2 separate regions of the Mus musculus genome follow, and region 2 is linked to region 1. The links are chromatin contacts, called in public promoter capture Hi-C maps. All regions are on one chromosome and are shown on one strand. The core of a region is the stretch at or near the end of the contact, and the rest is flanking DNA. Distances in the headings are between cores, read along the strand shown.

What was found. Promoter capture Hi-C pulls out the DNA fragments that hold promoters and counts their contacts.
Region 2: a contact with region 1 is called in a promoter capture Hi-C map of hippocampal neurons, with 2.5 times the contacts expected there. The contact joins the enhancer-like site here to the promoter of Zscan20 in region 1. A contact is called at or near these places in 4 of 39 promoter capture datasets (the HPC-7 cell line, embryonic stem cells, hippocampal neurons and 1 more) and 2 of 115 datasets of contacts at active chromatin or transcription factors (T-cell acute lymphoblastic leukemia and embryonic hindbrain).

The regions. Positions count from the first base shown.
Region 1 is chr4:128,608,102-128,613,194 of GRCm38.p6, forward strand. Zscan20 (zinc finger and SCAN domains 20) reads right to left here and starts at 1,997. Exons shown (of 8, transcript NM_177758.4): 1 at 1,893-1,997.
Region 2 is chr4:129,141,996-129,147,088 of GRCm38.p6, forward strand. It overlaps Fndc5 (fibronectin type III domain containing 5), which reads left to right. Exons shown (of 6, transcript NM_027402.4): 5 at 67-200; 6 at 540-2,598. The coding sequence ends at 545. Among named protein-coding and RNA genes, the nearest start is that of Fndc5, 7.5 kb to the left of the region's middle. Within about 2 kb of position 2,451, at least 78 of the 459 cell types and tissues checked have an H3K27ac peak or open chromatin away from gene starts, as enhancers often do. A contact at or near this core is called in T-cell acute lymphoblastic leukemia and hippocampal neurons, where this site is marked.

The sequences.
Region 1 (5,093 bases), core at 747-3,246:
TTTTTTTAAGTTGTTCCACTTTACCACAGGGAAGCTGAGCGGGGCCTTGGCAACTGGGTACTGGATGTGAATGCGGAGCTAAGTTCCCCCCCCCCCTCCACCCACTCCTGTGACAACAGAGGAGGAGAGAAGATGCTCCCTCGGTCCAGAGAGAGGACCAGATTGGTTGGGATCCTCTAAGCAGCTGGGAGCTCCCAATGGTTGTCAGTCCTACTGGGCTAACTATGCAATCTATGGCTGTAAGAGGGGAGACTCGCATCTAAGGACTGGAACTGGGGGTGGCAGATAGGCCTCACTTAGCCGACCATCCTCCATCATGGGGGAAGCTACCTAGAGGAGTCTGCTGAGAAATGAGCTCCATATGGATATATGTTGTGATCAATTAGCAATGGCTGCCGGGCCTCAGGTAAAGGAAGCCGCTGTATGCATCCCTATGTGTTGGCCAACACTGTCCTTAAGCCCCCAACAACCTCAGCTCCCAGCAGATATCGATGTCAGGAAGAAGATTGAAGCTCACAGCCCTGGAAGTCCGTAGCCATTTTCAAACGTGGTCTAACAAAGCTCCCCCTGAGAGTCTTTAGCCCACATTCACCAAGTCTTTACTCATTTGCTGGATCTACATTAGATGTCTGCTGTTCTGGGCTGGACCAAAGAAAATGGAGATGATCCAGACACTGCCTGCCCTGATGAAGCTATCTAGTGGAAGAGACAAATAATAATAATGATAATTAATAAATTTAAAAGTCACAGATAATTATATTAATCCAATGTCATAAAGAAAGTGTGATTTGGGAGCTGGGAAGTTGGAGGTGGCAATTTGCTTAAGGAACTGTTGATTTGGTTCTTGAGTACAACGCAGAGAGAATGGGGGAGGGAGGTTACAGCAGAGAGGCAGGCTATGAAATAGTAGAGAAGCAAAATGGCCCACCTGGAGAATGGGAAACACCTTGGCAGCCCCGGAGCGTGCAGTATGGGAAAAGTGGGCTGCAAAGAGCATTATGAAGAATCTACTAGATCAGATTCCATTCAACACGTGTTGCATGCCAGGGATGGATTCCAAGCTGGAGAACAAACGGAAGGTATACAGTTGAGGGTTTCAACAGATCACACTAGCTGCAATGTTTCTCCGAGTTGGAGAAATGAAAATGTGGACACTTCTGCAGAGGCTCCCGGAAGACAGAGGTCATTTTAAGAGATACTAAAGAAATGGCAAGCCTCGAACAGTGTACAGCAAACGGCGTGGATGAAGAAGAATGCAGGCGCAGGTGGAATCAGCTGGTAAAACAAGTAGGTCAGTGGGCGGGTCAGCAGGGGTGGGCGGGTCAGTCGAGGGTGGGCGGGTCAGTAGATAAAGATGCCTTTCACTTCTATCAGTTATGAGGAAAGAAGTACAGGTTTGGGATTGAACACAATAGCCAGTCCCGTCACAGATGACATGAACGCAGGTGTCGAGAATGAAGCACTATTTTAAGGTCAGACTTTCCGCTCAGGGCCTCTTCACTTCTTTGCCAGGGCCCTTGAGTTCTCTCTTCCCTTGATTGTGCTTTTCTAGACCCTAAGGTAACTTCCCCTCACAGCCAAAACGCATCTCTACCACCTTACCCACAGACCTCGGTAAGACCCGTCTCACTGCCCGCCTCTCCAACTCACTCTTCATCCCGACCCCTCGGTGACCCTGCCCATCTCCACACGCTGCAGCCTCTGCCCGCCCGCACTCCCGCCCCGACACACACACACACACACACACACACACACACACACACACACACGCCACGATGCTTGCTTTCCCCTCTCACCTTCCCAGCTCCCCTCCCCCGCGGGTACCACCACCTCCAAAGCCTCCAGCCCAGCGCCTGATTCTCAACTGCACCCCATCCGCCACCCAGACTCACCCACAGAGACACCCACTTCTCAACAGGCCGGAAGTGCTCCCGGGCTCTTGCAGGGGATGCTGGGACGCATAGTCCCAGCGCCGCCAGCCCTGGAACCCGATCTCTGAGACCACAACTCCCAAAAGGCAACGCGCGAGCACCGGTGGCCACTCCTCTATCGGCCGCCTCTCAGATGACGTCAGCCAATGAGTGCCTCATCTTCTCAGGCGCTCTGGTACCGGAACAAATCTTGCAGGGCCAATGCCTGGGGGGGTGTAGCTCGATACTATTCTCTTCCATTGGTTCTGCGGTGACGGTGCCGCCTACTGGGTGGAGTCTAGATTAGAAGGGCGTGGGGTCGGGGTCTACTGAAGAAGCGTGGGGCCCCCTGGGTTGAGCTGGAGAGAGTAGGGAAAAATAATAAAAAAAGGAAAGAGGGTGAATACAGTGACCATCTATTGGGCAAGAGAGAGTTTGTCTGTTGTAACTACAATTTCAAATTCACAAATTCACAACTTAGTTGAGTGGTTTGGCAGAGTTCTATATCTCACCTCTTCACTTGTGAAGTAAGAATAATAGCATTCATGTGACAGGTTTATGTGAGGCATCAGTGAGGCAATAAACCTAGAACTGTTAATTCGGATCCAGGATCCAACTATAGATAGCAGATACTAGCCATTTTTATGTAAATTAGTCTTACGGAGTTTGAATCCCTGGGTGTCAGAAACACGTTAATCCCTGTAGCTGAATAATCTTAGTGTAATACTTAGTTGCTTTGTTCCACGGTCCTGGCTAGTTTCATGCGAACTTGACACGAGCTTGAGTCATCAGAGAAAAGAGAGATTCCGTGAAGAAGATGCCTTCATAAGAGGGACTATGGGAGAACTTGCGGGACTTTCTCGTAATGATTGATAGTGGAGGGCTCAGGCAATTGTGGGTGGGGCTACCCCTGGGCCGGTGGTCTAGGGTTCTGTAAGAAAGCAGACTGAGCAAGCCAGTAAGCAGCGTTTCCTCCATGGCCCCTGCATCAGCTCCTGCCTCCAGGTTCCTGCTTTGTGGGAGTTCCTATCCTGGCTCCCTCCAGTGACAGATTACAACGTGGAAGTGTAAGCCGAATAAACCCTTTCTTCCCCAAGTTGCTTTGGTCACTGCGTTTTGTCATAGCAATAGAAACCCTATGATAAACACTGTAAATACTCTTGAGGTATGAGCCATCTAATAGGAAGCTGGAAATGTGGGTCTTGTAGTCAGTCAGCCATAGATTCAAACCCCAATTCATACATCCCATCTGTATGTCCTTGAACAAACAAACAACTCCATCACGATTGTCTTTTTTTTTTTTCAGCTGTAAAATTTAGGTGACAGAACAAAACCTCCATCTCAGGGTAGGTTCCTGGGAGATTAAAGATAATATGTAGGTAAAACATGGAGTCCAGCCACTTGCTTTCAATGTGGGATCTATGCCTTGATACTCCCTAGCTGCAAAGCCTCCAGCAAACTCCAAACGCCTCTTTTGTAAACATGTTTGTGTGGATAGATGCACTGTGCATGCAGGTGCATGTGCCTGTGGAGGCCTGAGGTCAAAATGAATGCCCTTTTTGGAGCATTCTCCACCCTGATTACTAGAGTGAGGGTCTCTTACTGAACTGAAGGATCCAGCTAGGTTAGCTAACCCATGAGCTCTGGGAATCTGCCTGTCTCTGCCTCCCCATCCCACTTGCCAGTACAGGCGTTACCTATGGCACTGACACTCCTGGCTTTTATATGAATGCTGAGGACCTGAACTGAGACCCTTATTGAACATGTGGCAGGTACCTTATCAATTGTGCTACCTCCCTGTGGTGACTTGAATATCCTTGGCCCAGGGAGTGGCACTATGAGGAGGTGTGGCCTTGTTGGAGGAAGTGTGTCACTGTGGGGGTGGGCTTTAAGACGCTCTTCCTAGCTGCCTGGAAAGAGTCTTCTGTTTGCCTTCAGAACAAGGTGTAGAATTCTCAGCTCCGGGCTGGTGAGATGGCTCAGTGGGTAAGAGCACCTGACTGCTCCTCCAAAGGTCCAGAGTTCAAATCCCAGCAACCACATGGTGGCTCACAACCATCCACAACAAGATCTGACGCCCTCTCCTGGAGTGTCTGAAGACAGCTACAGTGTACTTACATATATTAATAAAATAAATCTTTTAAAAAAAAAAGAATTCTCAGCTCCTCCAGCGCCATGCCTGCCTGGATGCTGCCATGCTTCCAGACATGATGATAATGGACTGAACCTCTGAACCTGTAAGCCAGCCCCAATTAAAGGTTGTCCTTTATAAAAGTTGCCTTGGTGTATGGTGTCTCTTTATAGCAATGGAAATCCCAAACTAAGATACTCCCCTAAACTGCTAAGGCTTCAGTTTCCTCGTCTGGAGAATGGGTGTAATAATACTGAAATCTTCCTTTGAGTGTTGTTGGGAAAAAAATATGCAAAGTTTGTGAAGAGCTTGTCTCCCTCCTGGCGTTCATAAGGTTGAACGACTACTGGCTATTATTTCTATTGAGACCCATGAAACTTGAGCAAATTTGACAGTAGCTAGCATTGGGAAAGGGCTCACTACGTCAGCTAGTATTGCATTTGGGGGAATTCTACATCTTAGTTTTAGTAACTCACTTCAAATTCCTTAGCTAGAAATTATATTCTAGCCGGGCAGTGATGGCGCATGCCTTTAATCCCAGCACTTGGGAGGCAGAGGCAGGCGGATTTCTGAGTTCAAGGCCAGCCTGGTCTACAGAGTGAGTTTCAGGACAGCCAGGGCTACACATAAAACCCTGTCTCAAAAAAAAAAAAAAAAAAACTAAAAAGAAAAAAAGAAAGAAAAGAAATTATATTCTGACTTGTTTTGTTTTGTTTTATTTTGTTTTTTGAGATAGGGTTTCTCTGTGTAATCCTGGCTGTCCTCGAACTCATTCTGTAGACCAGGCTATCCTCAAACTCAAGAGATCCACCTGCCTCTGCCTCTGCCTCTGCACCACTGCCACCCGGCTTCTGATTCATTGCTTAATATATCAGTGATTTACTTAGCGTATGTAGTGTGCTGGTATTAACAGGTTACATTAGTACACCTTGTTCAATTGTTCCCGAAGCTCTGTGAGGTTGGTACTGTTACCCCATTTTATGAAAAGGATGGAAGCTTAGAGATATAAATAAATTAGCCTGCTCAAAATCATATGCACAGTAAGTACCAAG
Region 2 (5,093 bases), core at 1,201-3,700, 530 kb after region 1:
AGTGAGCCCTAGAAGGGATCTGGCAGGCAAGGCGAGAACTCAGACTGCCCCTGCCTAACTCCTTAGGTGTTATAGCTCTCTTCTGCCGCCAGTATGATATCATCAAGGACAACGAGCCCAATAACAACAAGGAGAAAACCAAGAGCGCATCAGAAACCAGCACACCGGAGCATCAGGGTGGGGGTCTCCTCCGCAGCAAGGTGAGGGGAACACCTTGGCTTGGTGGGTGTCCTTAGACATCTGTAGTCCCTAGACTGCACAAGGGAAGGGGTCAGCTCAGGACCTGGCGTGGCAGCAGCTGGGCAAAGCCAAGCTTGGCTGCTGCCGGTGTGACACAGGGGACACTGCAAATTGATTTTGGATCCTTGCCTTTTGCGGAGTGCCAAGGGCCAGTGTCTTTTTTTTTTTTTTTTTTTTAAGACAGCCAATGGGAAAGGCAGAGTTCCTGGTTGCTGTGGTTGGGTCAGCAGGAGAAGGGGTGACATGGCCTGGGGCAGTGTCTTACCTCTGTTCCTTCACTTCCTCTTCTATGAAACCAGATATGATGACACATTTACAGTGCTTGCTCTGAGCAGCTCAGAAGACAGTAGAGAATGCGAGAGGACCTTCTGACGGTGATTGTCCAACATGCATCTGGCCCGCTCTGCGGCTCCTCCCACCTCCATCTTCTCCTATCATCGGGCTTATTATCCTCTCTCTTGGCTTCTCTCTTTCTGATATCAGTTCCTGAAGCCTCTCACTAACCCCTAGCTCCAGGAGTACCTCAGCAATGTCCATGGCTGAAGCTACACCCAGAGACAGAGCTGCAGAATGAGAGAGACCCAGCCGGAGGGATGCCATTGCTGCGGGGTAGACTGAGTGCCAAGGCTCTTGGCACAGGACTCACATCTGGGCCACTCAGCTTGACCGAAGGCTGTGTGTGAAAGGGGAGAAAGACGAGACTTCCAGGCAGGGCTATTCTTTTTATTTCTGCGAGGGACAAGAGTCTGGCTTTTAAGCTGCAGCCCCGCTGTTCCTTTTCTCCTCTGTCCCATTTCCTACCTTACATGAAATCCATTCAACCGGCTCTGGACACTTCTCTTATCTGTTCCCTTCCTGGTTTCCAAAGAAGCCCTCTGTGAACATCATCAAAGCATGGGTACCCCCATCTGCAAGGGATGGGCTTCATCCTCCGCTAGTCCCTGTGTCCTTCCTGGGCACGGGGTGAGAGCTGTAGAAGCGGTGGGGGCACAGCTAGCCACAGTTTTTCCTTTTCCCTACCTTAGTCTGACAGAGGAGGTTGAACTACAAACCCAAATTCTGCAAAAAAAAAAAAAAAAAAAAAAAAAAAAAAATCAAATAAGCCACAAAGCTAAAAGACTGCGCCCCATTCTGAAGAAGGCACAAGTACATGGGAGAGTCCTGCCTTACTTCTCCTGGACTGGCTTCCTCTTTGAGAAAATGCACAAAGCTCTGGGAGAAAGCAGCTACCAAGACTATCTGGAACTGTGTCTGTCAGACCAATGGTACCAGGGAGGCTGCAGTGCTGCCAGCTTTTCAAGGGTCCTGACTCTGTCAGACACTTTCTGGATTCAGCCACTAAGGACATCTGTGGTACAAGGTGCACCTTTGCAAATGTGTATGATGCCAGTTGTTTGGACTCTTGGAAAACACCACTGGAGGGCTTTGCTCCAGAATGCAGACCGCTCTGCCAAGGCCTCCATGTCTGCTTGCATCTAGCTTGCACAAAGATAGATCTTTGTGGTGAGATCATCTGTGTGGAGTTTTAAGAAGCTCTGGAAGAAGGTACTGCCCGCGTTTAAAGGAAGTGCCTTGGCTGGGGCAGCAGTGTCAGCTTGGATAACTGAAAACACCTACATCCTACAGCATAAAGAACTGCTGAGCGAGCTACTGGAAAGCCGTTTACACCAGACAGGCAGAGAGCAGAGAGCAGCCACTGTCACTATCTTGCCATCTCATTCAGGGTCCTCTGAAAGTTACCCAGGGCTCTCATCTACTTCCCTAGAGCTTGCAGTGTAAAGTGACAGCTAGTGTGCTCCCTCTCTCCCTCCCTCCCCCTCCTCTCCTCTGCCCCTTACTGGTTTAAAAAAAAAAAGGTGCTTGATGTGGCAGCAGACTTCTTGGAGACTGAAGCACAGTGGCTGCCAGACGCCTGCACTGGAAAGGCGAACGAACTCTGTATCTTCCATCGGTGGCCAAGGGAGTGTGGGTGGCTGTTCCCAGCACATAGTAGGTGCTTGGTAAAATATCTGTGGTACTGAATGTTGAGCACAGGTGCCCAAGTCAGAGAGCTGAAAGCCATCACCCAATGACTGCCCCTTCATTCGGGTCTCTAACAGCTCTCCAAGCTGGGTCAGCCACCACTGTGCTCGCTCCAACTGCGGGTAGCACAGGAGAGGAGGGACGGATAAGGGCAGATGTCAGCAATACTAAGGGCTTCCTCCTGGGAGGGAATGAGGTTCCACTCATTGTCTCGTGACTTCCATCCCTGCTGAACGGGGCTGCAAGGCCAAGGCTCCTTAAGGGAGGTCCTTACCTCCAATCCAGTTAGAGCAATAACCACTTTTTAAATGTAAAATAAAGACAAATGAAAAGGCACATCCTTGTCTTTTGGTAAATGCCCAAACGTTGCCCTCTTTTTCTGGCAATTGGCAGCAAGTCAGGATGTGTGGAGGAGGGAATCAGTCCTCTTCCATTTTGGCCTGCAGCTTCTTAGGGACATGCCAGCCAGCCAAGCTGGAGTTGGAAGGGAATTCTCGAACAGATGGGGGTGCACGTGTAGGAGAAGAAAATAGCTGCTCCACCATCGTCTTTCTGAGGCTCCTCTCTAAGCCCAGCTTGGGCTGCCTCACCACATAGGTATGCAAGCATCTGCTCAGTTTCTTAAAACAAAGGGTTTTCCTCTCAGGAGAGGGCTGGGCGCTTATTCCTGCCAGAGGGCTGAGGTTCTCATCTGGGGTGGGGGTATGGAGTGAAGAACTGCAGAAGCAGCTTTCTGCAGAAATCATTCGGTATTCGCTCTGCGTTCTTCTGGGCTGTTAAAGGAACATCATTAAGATTCCAACAGCAGGTTGAAAGGCAGGCAGAGGAATGACACCATTAGCCAATGAGCAGACCAGTAAATAGGGCACCTTAAACACTCCCGTCCAGAGCCAGGCGAGAGGATGTCAGATGTGCAGGGTCTGAAAGCAGAGGGAGAGGAAGTCCTCAGAAGTCCCTGAACAGACAGAATGCCAAACCAGACCCCAGAGAGGCTCCCTCTGCCCGTCTGCTTTCAACTAAGACGCGGAGAGGCCCTGGGTAGAGGTAGGTAGTGGTGTCTGGAGATCCTGCTATTTGAGCAAGGTTTCCAGTTTCTCCATGCCCGTGGTACACCGTAATGGATCCGAAGGGAATAACTATCCTTCTAGCTTAGAGGTTTGTCCTTTCTCCTGTAGTAAGGATCTCACTCTTCCTGAATCAACTGTTACTTGCCATCAAATACTACAGCTATTATTTAAGAAGTGGTCCCTCTGTTCCTTTCAGGTGACTCCAATGATTTTTGCAATTTGGGAAAGGTCCAGGCAGCTCTGAGACCAAGACCACAGCAGGCTTGCAGGAAGAATGCTGGATAGAAAGGCAGGAGACCCTGACACCTCGGGTAGTCACTTCTCTGAGGGGGGAGTAGCCTTCCTTTCTACCAATACTGCATGCAGATTTCCGGAGCCTACCTACCCAGTATACTAACTAAAGGCTGCCCTAGAAACCTCGGTGGAAGCCGAAGAGATAAGGCTGCCAGGTATTGGAAACATGAATGAGGCTTCAGACATACTTTATTTACTTACTAAATTTTGTTTTAAGTATTGCTTCTATAAACAGAATTCTGTCCACCCCCAGGGCCAGTCCACAGATTAAAAACAAAACAAAACAAAACAAAAAACAAAACCAAACTTGAAAATATAACCTGAAGTTAATAAGTTAAGGACATCTCAGATAGTAACCTGGGGATACATTTCAGGATTGTCACTGAATTGCCAAAGGTCATATTCCTCCTATTTCTGGCTGAGTGCTAGGAAAGGCCAGATTTCCCATCTACGGCGTGTCTCAGCTGTTAGGGAGGAATAAATGGGTTGGAATGACAAGGCAAGTGCTTACTTATTAAGGAATTCCAACATCGACCAGTTGCCTCTGTGACAAATGGAAATATTTACCCGACAGGTGCCCCCAGTGTACCCACACACACATATTCTCTCTCTCTCTCTCTCTCTCTCTCTCTCTCTCTCTCTCTCTCCCTCTCTCCCTCCCCCTTGTCCCCTCCCCCTCCCTCCAAACCTTTGGATTATTTAGGGAATAAGAGGAGGACCTTAGTTTCTCGTCCTATAAAAGCTCAAGATGGGCTTCTCAGAGAATGAGCCTGGTCCATTTCTCCTTTTTCTACCAACTTCTCTCTAACAAGATGAATGAGACACCATCATTTCAGAGGATTCATCCTGGTCTCTGAAACCTTTGATATATATGGTAAAAACTAACCCTGACACAAACAGGAAGTAGTTACCAAAAGGTCCTCTACACTTGACAGGAACATTACATATACACGGGTTAAGAAAACCACACACTGAGACAAGCATATCAAACAGCTAAGTGTTTACCACATTTCTGTGCAAGCTTTTGCCTAGAGTAAAGAATGGCTTTGTCTAGAAAACACACACACACACACACACACACACACACACACACACACACACACACACACACTCCAGACAAAACTTGGCATGGTAACACTTGTCTGTAATCTCCTTCCTTTCAGGAGACGGAGGCAGGACTTAAGTTTGAAGCCAGTCTGGGTTTCATAGTGAGATCCTGTCTCAAAATACCCACAAAATGTAAAGATCAGCAGGTCAGAGAGCCTGTCCAAGTATGTTGCTACTATTTTCTCAGCAGGAGCTGGGATTTTAAGAGCACTGGCTAATGTAGGTGACAATCTATTATTGCTGTCCTTATATCCTTGCTCTGAGGAGGCTTAGGTCCATAAAGGGGTTTAAAGAAGGTTCTCTCTCCAGCATCTACCCACATACATCCAATCTTCACACCGGACAGTTGTTCTTGGAGCAACA